Linked DNA regions of Hordeum vulgare: all the other regions are linked to region 2. The links are chromatin contacts, called in public Hi-C maps. All regions are on one chromosome and are shown on one strand. Each heading gives the region's core, a stretch centred on a gene start, on an enhancer-like site or on the middle of the called end of the contact. The rest is flanking DNA. Distances are from core to core; before and after follow the strand shown.

Evidence for each region. A called contact is a pair of places that touch in the nucleus more often than the background predicts.
Region 1: a contact with region 2 is called in a Hi-C map of seedling, with 2.6 times the contacts expected there. The contact joins the promoter of LOC123398435 here to the promoter of LOC123397149 in region 2. A contact is called at or near these places in 2 of 6 Hi-C or Micro-C datasets (leaf and seedling).
Region 3: a contact with region 2 is called in a Hi-C map of leaf, with 4 times the contacts expected there. The contact joins the promoter of LOC123398175 here to the promoter of LOC123397149 in region 2. A contact is called at or near these places in 4 of 6 Hi-C or Micro-C datasets (leaf and seedling) and 1 of 1 datasets of contacts at active chromatin or transcription factors (embryo).

Annotation. Positions count from the first base shown.
Region 1 is chr5H:384,941,495-384,945,018 of MorexV3_pseudomolecules_assembly, forward strand. LOC123398435 (IAA-amino acid hydrolase ILR1-like 9) reads right to left here and starts at 1,555. Exons shown (of 5, transcript XM_045092905.1): 1 at 999-1,555. The coding sequence starts at 1,319.
Region 2 is chr5H:385,235,523-385,238,744 of MorexV3_pseudomolecules_assembly, forward strand. It overlaps LOC123397149, which reads right to left and starts at 1,341. Exons shown (of 5, transcript XM_045091808.1): 1 at 961-1,341; 2 at 159-810; 3 at 1-27. The coding sequence starts at 1,253.
Region 3 is chr5H:385,731,796-385,735,411 of MorexV3_pseudomolecules_assembly, forward strand. It overlaps LOC123398175 (pathogenesis-related genes transcriptional activator PTI6-like), which reads right to left and starts at 1,492. Exons shown (of 5, transcript XM_045092671.1): 1 at 1,333-1,492; 2 at 696-873; 3 at 1-66.

The sequences.
Region 1 (3,524 bases), core at 305-2,804, 290 kb before region 2:
TGGACACAAAATTACTTACACGAAAGTGGTCATGTTTTAAAATGAACTGGTGGCTGTGATCCGTGCCAGGAGCAAACTGCTTTTATAGAGCATCAGGTTAACAATGGTTGCAGAGAAGAATTAGAGCTCTCCTTAACTTTCCGCAAAAAAAAAGCTCTCCTTAACTACTGGATCATTTGAACAATAAAATAATAAATAATATTTTTTCTGTATCTAAATAATTGTAATTGAAAGAACTAGTTTTTCCAACTATAATTGTTTAAATACAGTGTGAATAGAATAATGGAAGCTGACTTTGGGTTGATGAGATGTGGGGCACATCACAAGTCAGGTGGCCACTGGACTTCAGTTCGTGCACCATTCATAGGCAGTACACGTCTATGGTTAGAATAATTCAACTATATATGTCAGATCCGACGGCGTTCAGGTGTCGAGCATGGTTCTGTAGTTTTCTCTCTCTTTTTCTCTCGGCCTTAATTATCCGGTCAAGCATATCCCCTCCCCATACGCCACTCGCATCTTCCATATGATTATCATATTTTAACCTCCACATATGTTGAAGTTGTTTTTCATAGGTCCAACAATAATTCATTCAGACGGTAAGACCACGTAATAATAAACTAGTAGCATATCCAAAAGTGCAACTAACATCTCGTGCCGATCGTGTGAGGATCTCGATCGACCTTATCTTCACAACAACCTCAAGAAGTGAACTGAGCTGGACGTACGGCTAATATAATCTTACATCTGCTGTACTCCAATCCATGTCGCCACATATTCCGCCAGATGCCTAACTACATCAACTTCTTTTGTGGATGCATACAAGTAGAACACGACATCTTAAATTCCATTGGAAAATAAAGAAAAAAACTGCCCAAAGTTGAGCAACGTGTACTACTCGGCCGCGTAATATCGGAGTCTTCACACTATACAGTACCAGTAGGCCTAGCGGATGCACGTGAAAAGTGTGCGAAGGAGCAAGCAAGTACGTAGCGTACCTGCACGGGAAGGGCGTCCATGTCGGCCCGGAGCGCGACGACCGGGCCGGCGCCGGAGCCGATGGTGGCCACGACGCCCGTCCGCGCGACGGGCCACGCGTATGGGACGCCGATGGCGTCGAGCTCGCGGCGGACGAGCTCGCTGGTGCGGTGCTCCTGGAAGGCCAGCTCCGGGCGCTGGTGGATGCGCCGCCGCACGCCGCGCAGCCACGCGGCGGTCTCCGGCGCGCGGGCCGCCGCGAGGAGGTCGTCGGCGCGCGCTGCCGCCGGGGAGACGACGGCGAGGTGGAAGAGGAGGAGTAGGAGGAGGAAAGGAGCCATGGCTGGAGGAGAATCGTTGGAGCGGAGTCGATCCTTTTGTTTTCCCCGGCCGCTAGCTTAGGTAGTTGGTTGTTGAGGCTTGGAAATACGTTTTGTTTCTGGCGTGTGATCTGTTTCCTAAAACGGGAAAGATGGATACGCAAATCACACTGCCTCTCTTTTTTCAGTTTGAGCAAACTGGAGTGGGATGGTTCCCGCATCCCATCGGCAACCGAGCGCTATCAATCGCGAAAAATCAGGCATGCCTTCCACACCAGATTCGTCCACGAGCCACAGCGGAGGGCGGAGCTGGCGGGACCGTTTAGTGTTGAAGGGGAAAGACTGAATTACCCACGGAATCAACCGTTTAGATAGGCTACTACTGCACACAAAAACTCCAGTCTTGCACTATTACTCTCACCTACTAGTACTATTACTAGTAAAAAGAGGTACAGTGAAAATTCCTTTGCGGATGATTTTTTTAATTAAAGTATAAAATTTGCCTCCCAATTAATTAAGCACGAGGGAATTGACTAGTTAATTGACGAAAACCGGATAAAAGTCATTATGACATGACCACCTACTAACTACACCCAAAGTATTGAATCTTCACAACCACCCCACTAAACAAACAAACGCCATCAACCCACTACAAGCACAACCCCTCTTCCAGCCCATGAAACACAACATCGCAAAAGAGGCCGGTTCATAAAGATATCCGACGCGACAACCTAAAAAGATGAGAATGGTCCATCAACCAGTCGGAGGCGTCTTCTCTATGTTGTCACTCTTCTTTCTTTTGCTCCGAAAAGATTTATCCTTTGGTGTGCGGGAACGATTTCTAGCGCACATTCTGGTGCTCTTATCCGTGATTGCCTTCTCCTTCAATGGGCAACCAACCATCTTGCCAGATTCAGGATTAGCAACCTTCAATCTCGCGATCAATTCTCGAAACTTTCTAGCTAAGATAGCGTCAAAAACATGTGCCAACGCACCAGATGGGACAAGCTCGTTACCCACAAGAACCACCTGGTTGAAGGGCCCACACGAGTGGAAAACAACAGTGACCAAACCTCCATGCTCCACGTCAACGAGCGCCTGACCTGTCTTCTACGGTGATGTTGTGGGTGGCGACAAAATACATTCGAGGTCAGAAGTGAGTCCACGTGTACCATCGATAGAGGAGAAGTGTGCTCTCAACCCATCATTTGTAGCTCGGGCATGATCTCCAACACGGGAGCCAAAACATCGGCGATGTCCTCACACCTAGAGGCAGCCCACACAGCAAGCAACGGTTATGAGTAGGGCCTAACGTGAGGGAGGAAACCACCAAAGAGATCTGCTTCCACTCTGCCAAGAGAATCAACTGCACCACGACGACACGTCGTCGAAGTAGTCTACAACATAGTCAAAACACGGGAGAGTCCACTCAGAGCAGCCTATATGCCCACTCGAGAAAGCTCACAATCTGCACCAGGTAGCTGTTGGAATTATGCCCTAGAGGCAATAATAAATATAGTTATTATTATAATTCCTGTATCAAGATAATCGTTTATTATCCATGCTATAATTGTATTGAATGAAGACTTATATACATGTGTGGATACATAGACAAAACACTATCCCTAGCAAGCCTCTAGTTGGCTAGCCAGTTGATCAAAGATAGTCAGGGTCTTCTGATTATATACAAGGTGTTGTTGCTTGCTAACTAGATCACGTCATTAGAAGAATCACGTGATGGACTAGACCCAAACTAATATACGTAGCATGTTGATCGTGTCATTTCGTTGCTACTGTTTTCTGCGTGTCAAGTATTTGTTCCTATGACCATGAGATCATATAACTCACTGACACCAGAGGAATGCTTTGTGTGTATAAAACGTCACAACGTAACTGGGTGACTATAAAGATGCTCTACAGGTATCTCCGAAGGTGTTCGTTGAGTTAGTATGGATTGAGACTGGGATTTGTCACTCCGTGTGACGGAGAGGTATCTCGGGGCCCACTCGGTAATACAACATCACACACAAGCCTTGCAAGCAATGTGACTTAGTGTAAGTTGCGGGATCTTGTATTACGGAACGAGTAAAGAGACTTGTCGGTAAACGAGATTGAAATAGGTATGCGGATACTGACGATCGAATCTCGGGCAAGTAACATACCGAAGGACAAAGGGAATGACATACGGGATTATATGAATCCTTGGCACTGAGGTTCAAACGATAA
Region 2 (3,222 bases), core at 91-2,590:
GAATACAAGAATTGTGTGCAAGGGGTACTGCAGCAAAGAGTAGAATGTCAAACAAATGATGAAACCTGCCCCTGCAGACATAACTAGACATCATATACTATAATATGTTGCTTATAAGTATAACTACACAACTATCAGCTTTTGTTGTAGTCAGATACCTTCAGCTTGCTTACACCAAATGAGGAATGAGATGCCAAAATATTCTGGTGACCAAAGCGGATCATCTGCTGCAGTTGCCACTCTGTCTGGATCCCTAGTACAAAGGCATCTGTCTCGGTCGAGTCCTGGTGGAAAAACACAGACTTCTTGTTCCTATCGACCCACATCCTGATGCTAGCTTGGTCATCTAAATCCAGCTCATGCGTGGACCTCTTGATGATCATCCCAAGCTTGTGGACATACTGCGAAGCGAGGCTATCGACCTTTGCATCGGAGCCACAGTAGCGTTGTATCCCTTCTATATGTGTCTGCAGGATGTTCTCCTCGGGGACGCCAAGATAGATCAACGACATGGTCTGCTGCTGAATCTCGCTCCCAACATACGGCACCCTCCTGGCACCAGGCCCAATGGCGTCCCGGTCCAGGGGTCCATGGCATACAAAACCAGACTTGTTGACATGGCGCCTCTCATGGTAGATAATGAGAGCCAGCGAAGGGCGGGCATATAACCGCTTGATTGCGAAATGGCAGGTGCAGCCTCGCATCGACTGCGGCCGAGCCGCACGGTTTCTTGTGTTAAGCCTGTACCTTCTGCTGGGCAAGATCGTCCCTCCCTCCCCGTAATTTTCAGGGCCAAACGAACACCAATACCTGAATCAATTTGGAACAGGACACCCTAATTATTAAGAACCATGTAATAGCCTTGCTGTGAAAAAAAAGAAGAACTTGCAATGACCGAATAATTTGCATGGTGGGCAGAGCAGGGGCGAGCAGGGGAGGCGGCGGCAGGGAGGCGCGTACATTCTGTAGAGGAGGTACTCGTCGCTCCTGAACTCCTTGAGGGAGCCCCTTTCGCGCTTGCGGCCGCGCTCGATGTGGAACCTGGTGGGGTACTCGGGGTTGTTGCACTCGCCGCTGATGAAGGCCTCCATCCGGTCGTAGGGGATGAGCGCGACGTCGTCGCAGTGGTGCTCGGAGCTCGCGTACTTGACCCACCGGAGGTCGGCGGCCGAGAACTCCTCCCCGGGAGGGTCCTGCACGGGGAGATCGCTTACCGACTGCAGCACCTCCATCACCGCCATCACCTCTCCCATTTTTCCCTTCTCGCAGTCGCCCGCCGCCACTCGCCGGAGCTGGGATTCGGTGCCGCAAAAACCCTAGAGAGAGAAAACGAGGAGGGGAGAAGGAATGGGGACGAAATAGCGAGCAGCGGAACGAAAATCCTATTCTCCGCCAGTTCCGGGGAATAGCCAACTTCCGCGTTCCCATCCACCTCTACCTAATTGGGCCAGCCCATGCGGTACCGGTGTTTTATTTTATTATTATTATTCACTGTGATCTTTTTTTTTCTTTCATCATTATCTAAAATTATTATTTCATAAATCATCAATATATATTTATTATAGTTTGCACACGAAAAAACATTTATTTTACATAAGAATATACTTTCTGAGATAATAGTTGGTGTCCGCACACCTATGTCTCGCTTATAGTAGTATCATCAGTCGAGCAAAGTTTAAATCCTAAATTTAACATTAGTGTCCGCACACCCCTATGTCTTGCTTATAGTGAGACATAAGGAACCCTCGCATAAGGGCAACGCGAGAGGCCGGCCCAACTGCAATGAAGGCCACAACCTCATTTTTTGGTTTCTCCATTTTCATTTTTATTTACTTTTGTTCACACTTCCAAAAATTGTACACATATATACTACAAAGAATGCACTTTACATAATGTTATGCAAAATGTTAATCACGCATTTAATTAAATGTGTATATAAAAATGATGACTACGTATACAAAAATATATAATGTGCGTGGAAAAGTAGATCATGTATTTAAAAATGTCAATCAAGAATTCTTAAAATGTATTAAACAAGCATTTGAAAATTTTAAATGTGTATAGAAAAATATTCACTATGCATTCAAAGAAATGTTAAATATTGCCTTTAACAAATGTTGATAAAGCATATGAAAAATATTAAATGTGTATAAAAAATGGTGATTATGTATTAAAAAAAGTTAATCTTGTACTTAAAAAGTGATAATATAGTATTTTCTAAAATTTTAAAAGTATACAGAAAAAAGTTGATAATGTATTTAAAATTTTGGCCTTGTATTTTTTTATGTGTATACAAAAATATTGACCATGTATTAAAAATGTTAAAACTGTATTTAAAAAATTCATTAAGCATATGAAAACAATTTTAAATGTGTATATATAGATATTGACCATGTATTTAAAATATTAATTTGGTATATGAAAATTTATATCAAACTTCAAAAAATATTTTGGTATAAAATATATACCAAAATGTATATAGAAAACCAGTGAACCCCGAGAGAAAACAAAGAAAACCATTAAAAGACATGAAAGAAACAAATGATGCAGAACAAACACGGTATATCGAATGTGATCATAGGGAAAGGATGTATCTATATATATAATATACCAAAATGTATATAGAAAACCAGTGAACCCCAAGAGAAAACAAAGAAAACCAATGAAAGACATGAAAGAAATAAATGATGCAGAACAAACACGGTATCTTGAATGTGATCTGCCTACGTTCATGGGATTGGTGTATGTACGTATGTACAAGTTTCTGCGTTTGTGTTTGTACTATGTTAAAATAAAATAATAATTAGTAATTCCACCATAATTGTTGGAGTTAAGTTTAATTCTTCTTTTTATGGAAAAAACCTTTAGTTTATTCATCAAACATCATGAGAGTACAAAGAACACGAAAGTAACAGAAATTACATGAAGCATGATTTTAATGAATACATCAAGTTCATCATGGACATTGGTCGAAAAACATTACATGTGTGTAGGAATCATTTTTTGATATACATGAACAGCATTTATGATTTATGTGCTCATTCTGGTTGCTATATATGAGCATTTTGCATGCCACGTGAAAGAAGCATTGCAACTAATGTGAACAAATTATTGAGGCGGGATGATTTTCCTTTCATTACCAGCCCAAAACGATAAGAGGGGAAAATCCTTCGATCTCCGCATCATTGTGATTACACATATCCATGACATCTCGATCTATTG
Region 3 (3,616 bases), core at 242-2,741, 500 kb after region 2:
TACTTCAAGTGCACGGGGCACTGGTCTAAATGCAGAAATCCAGAGTACTTCACCCCAAATCCAAATCTGGAGGCACAAGCAAGAAAGCACAGCTCATCACTACAGTACAAATTTACATGGCTGTAACTGGCTCGGCTGTGAGAAACGTATGTTTGAATGCATGTACATATCTTTTGACTAAATAAAGCAATGCCACCATTTATTGTGCAGGTCAGCTTTGAAATCAGTCCAAGATTGGAGCACACGTACGAACAAACTTGCTAAAGGAGCAATAATTAAGATGACCGGATGAGAACGAGGACAAGACAACTGTTTAAATTGGAAGAAAAAAAACTATCGATCAAATTTGTTACCAAGAAAAAACACATCATTTGGTGGTACACTCATCATGGCTAATCCAGAGCAAACCAAGAACAGGACGGGTACTACATATAGTACTAGATGAACAAACTATTGCAGTTTATTCTTGTGGGAATAAAGTACTAATATTAAGGGAAGATTAAAATAAGACGATCTCTGAACTTTCTATTGTGAGTTCATCTTCTGAAGAATAACAAGATGTGATAATACTGACTCTTTCAAGTAATAATATACAAGAAACTAGACCAGGGGAAACAGGTAGTAGTGATTCGACATTGTTGTCGTCAGTTGTTGCGACCAGACCAGAAACTAGTGCACTGAGCGGACGTGCTTACCGGGAGATCTTGAAGCGATAATCCTGAGTTCTGGCGCCCCTCTGCCGAGCTTGTGGGAGAAGGGAGCAAAAAGCAGAAGGAGGTGATGGTGATGGGAGCTCAGAACCATGGAGCAGCAGAGCAGGCGACATAAATCAAGAGCGATCGCTCGTGCTGGCTGGCGGTCTCTACTCCAACTCTGTGATCATCGCACCAACACCACGAACGGAAAGTATTAACAAAGGAAGAAAAAAAATAACAAGAACAAACACGAGAGATTATATGGCAGGCAAATCAACCGGCGAGAGAAGGAGGACTGGAGCAGCAAGGACGAAACACCCAGGACAAATATATTTTTTCCATGTTTCAATCATCGGATAAAAAGAGTTTCCATATTTTGTGCCTATGAATTTACGGAAAGAGCACGACCAGATCGGCACCAAAAAGGAGGAGAAATCCTCGAAGAGAGGGGGAAAAAAACTCGGCAACAACCCGGACCGAAATCCCCGCAATTACCAAACCAGGAACGAATCACCGCAAAAGGACCGGACTTTCGGAAAGAAATCGGGGAGGACGGGAGACCGATCCATGCCGTCGACGGAGGCGAGCAGCCGGACCGATCTTGCGAGAGAGAGCATTGGATTCGGCTGCCGCTTACTTGGTTGCTGGAGCCGCGGATGCCACTGCGATCCCCGGGGGAAGCGGTGAGGGGAATGAGACGGCGGATCGGGCGGGGGCTTTGTGGCAGCTCGTGGCGGGGGCGGAGGGGATCGGAGTGGCGCGGGGGAGTGGAGGTCTCTCTGGTTTCTTGATTTCTGGGGTGGGGAGGGGAGGGGGTTTAGCGAGGAGAAGGGAGAGGAGACGAGCGGAGCGGAGGGGCGAAACGTGTGACGAGGTACTGCGGGGGGCAGTAATTATAGGTGGGGTCCCCCGGCGGATGGTCAAATTGGCTCGGGCACACCACTCGTGCACACGGGCTAGAGCTTTGATTTGTTTTTTAGGGGATATTTATTTGTGGTTGCTATGATTATTATGGTTTTTGATGATTTGAAAATCATGATTCGGTTAAAAGGACTCTTATTGCCAGCTGGGTTGAGTGGGAGTTGAGAAGTCTTGTCAGAACAAATAAACCATTGGGATTAAAGATGTTTTTTTTTACGTGTTGGCTTTGTGTAAAGCCTTGTGTATATGGATGGCTATGTGTAAAACATTTTGTATAGTGTGCACATAAGCACTTGGATCGAGCGCCTAATGCAGGTATTATTGTTTTTTGTTTATGAACTTCCCAATTGTTTACCACAATAAGTTTTATTTGACTCCGAAGAGGAAGGGGCGATGACGGCTTCATGACTTTTAACTTGCTTCATTCTCTACCACCACAAAGGCTGACGATAGCATGTGCAATCCTATCATCAAGGTGTCCGGCGATAGGTGCGCACATGCACTGTATCTCATACTTATATTTTTTTTGCGGTAGGACGTACACCCGTACCGCCAGGTGCCTTGGTGGTAGGCTAGTATGGCCTACTGCCATCGATCCTGGCGGTAAGAAAAGGATAAGATCCCCAAATCTTTTCAAACAGGGGTTAGATTCGCCTAAAATTTTACAAAAGGGTCAAAACATCAAATTTTAGCATTCGATGTGCTACCATGATTAAAAATGAGTAGACCATAAGTTTTTCAAAAGAAAAGTAACTCACACGAATATTCCTCTAATTGAAATATGTCGTGACTGCGGTGCAAATGACTTTTTAACACCTTTGCTATTTTTATGTGCAGTGTCACTCAATTTTGTAGGTGATTTTTGGTTTTGTTTTGGTCATTAATAGTTGTAGCAAATCGATCTCTCCAGTTGTGCTCGTGCACATTATCCTCCATGTAGGGTGCATTTGGTTGCATTCCCTAACTACTATGGTTATTTCCACCTAAGACATGTTAAGCGTAAACATACTGAATAAATGCATTGCTGTTGTTTGATAGTAATGTATGTGCTGGAACATGTTGAGGTGAGATTTTGTTTGATAGACTGCACCCGAACATACTTGTTGGACTGAGACTGTGTTTGATAGTTTGTATATGAGGTATGATGCCAAATGTATTTTTTGATGGCATTACAATAACAACACTTCACTGATAATGCGAGTAAATAAGACATCACTGTTCCAACACAATCCGAGCAATGATAAATTATTTCGATGATATAATTATGAAAAAATAACAATTAATATATAATGGAGCAATAATAAATCACCTTTGGGACATGTCTCGACAATATAATAAGACATAAAACCAGAATTCGTAGGAGTGTGTTAGTAGATTCATATTACATAGCCTCATTCGAAATTCAAGTTATAATAGACACTACAAAAGAGATAGTCCCAACAAGTAACATCTTACATCAATTCCTCAAAGAAGATCGGGATTGGTTTCCAAGATACACTTGAAATATGCTTGACGGACATCATCATTCGTCTTCAAAAAGTTAAGGCCTTTTGCCTTATGTTCCGTGAGATAATCTAAAACAACCAAGGCTCATTTTAGTCAAACATAATAAGGTCCATGACAACCTTATACAAGTCAGGATATGTTTCAGCATGACAGGTGTTGTTGATGGCACTTGCAATCTTACGCATAGCATCAGTCATGTTGCTACACTAGATTGAGTCGTCCTCGGTCAAAGTAGATGTATTTCAGCACATAGATACCTTATTCCAGCAACTCAAAAGCATATTTCAGCACATATATAGTGTATTTCAACACATAAAACATTACAACAATTGTTTTGCCACACCCAGTCACATGATACATCAAATGTTATCTTGGCCTCTATTCGCCCACATCATTTTAGCAAATTCATCTCTCTTATTGACCCAAGAATTATTGTCATGGACAACATCATTTGGATCTTCATCGTTGGGCTATGGATCACATGTGTTCCTTGG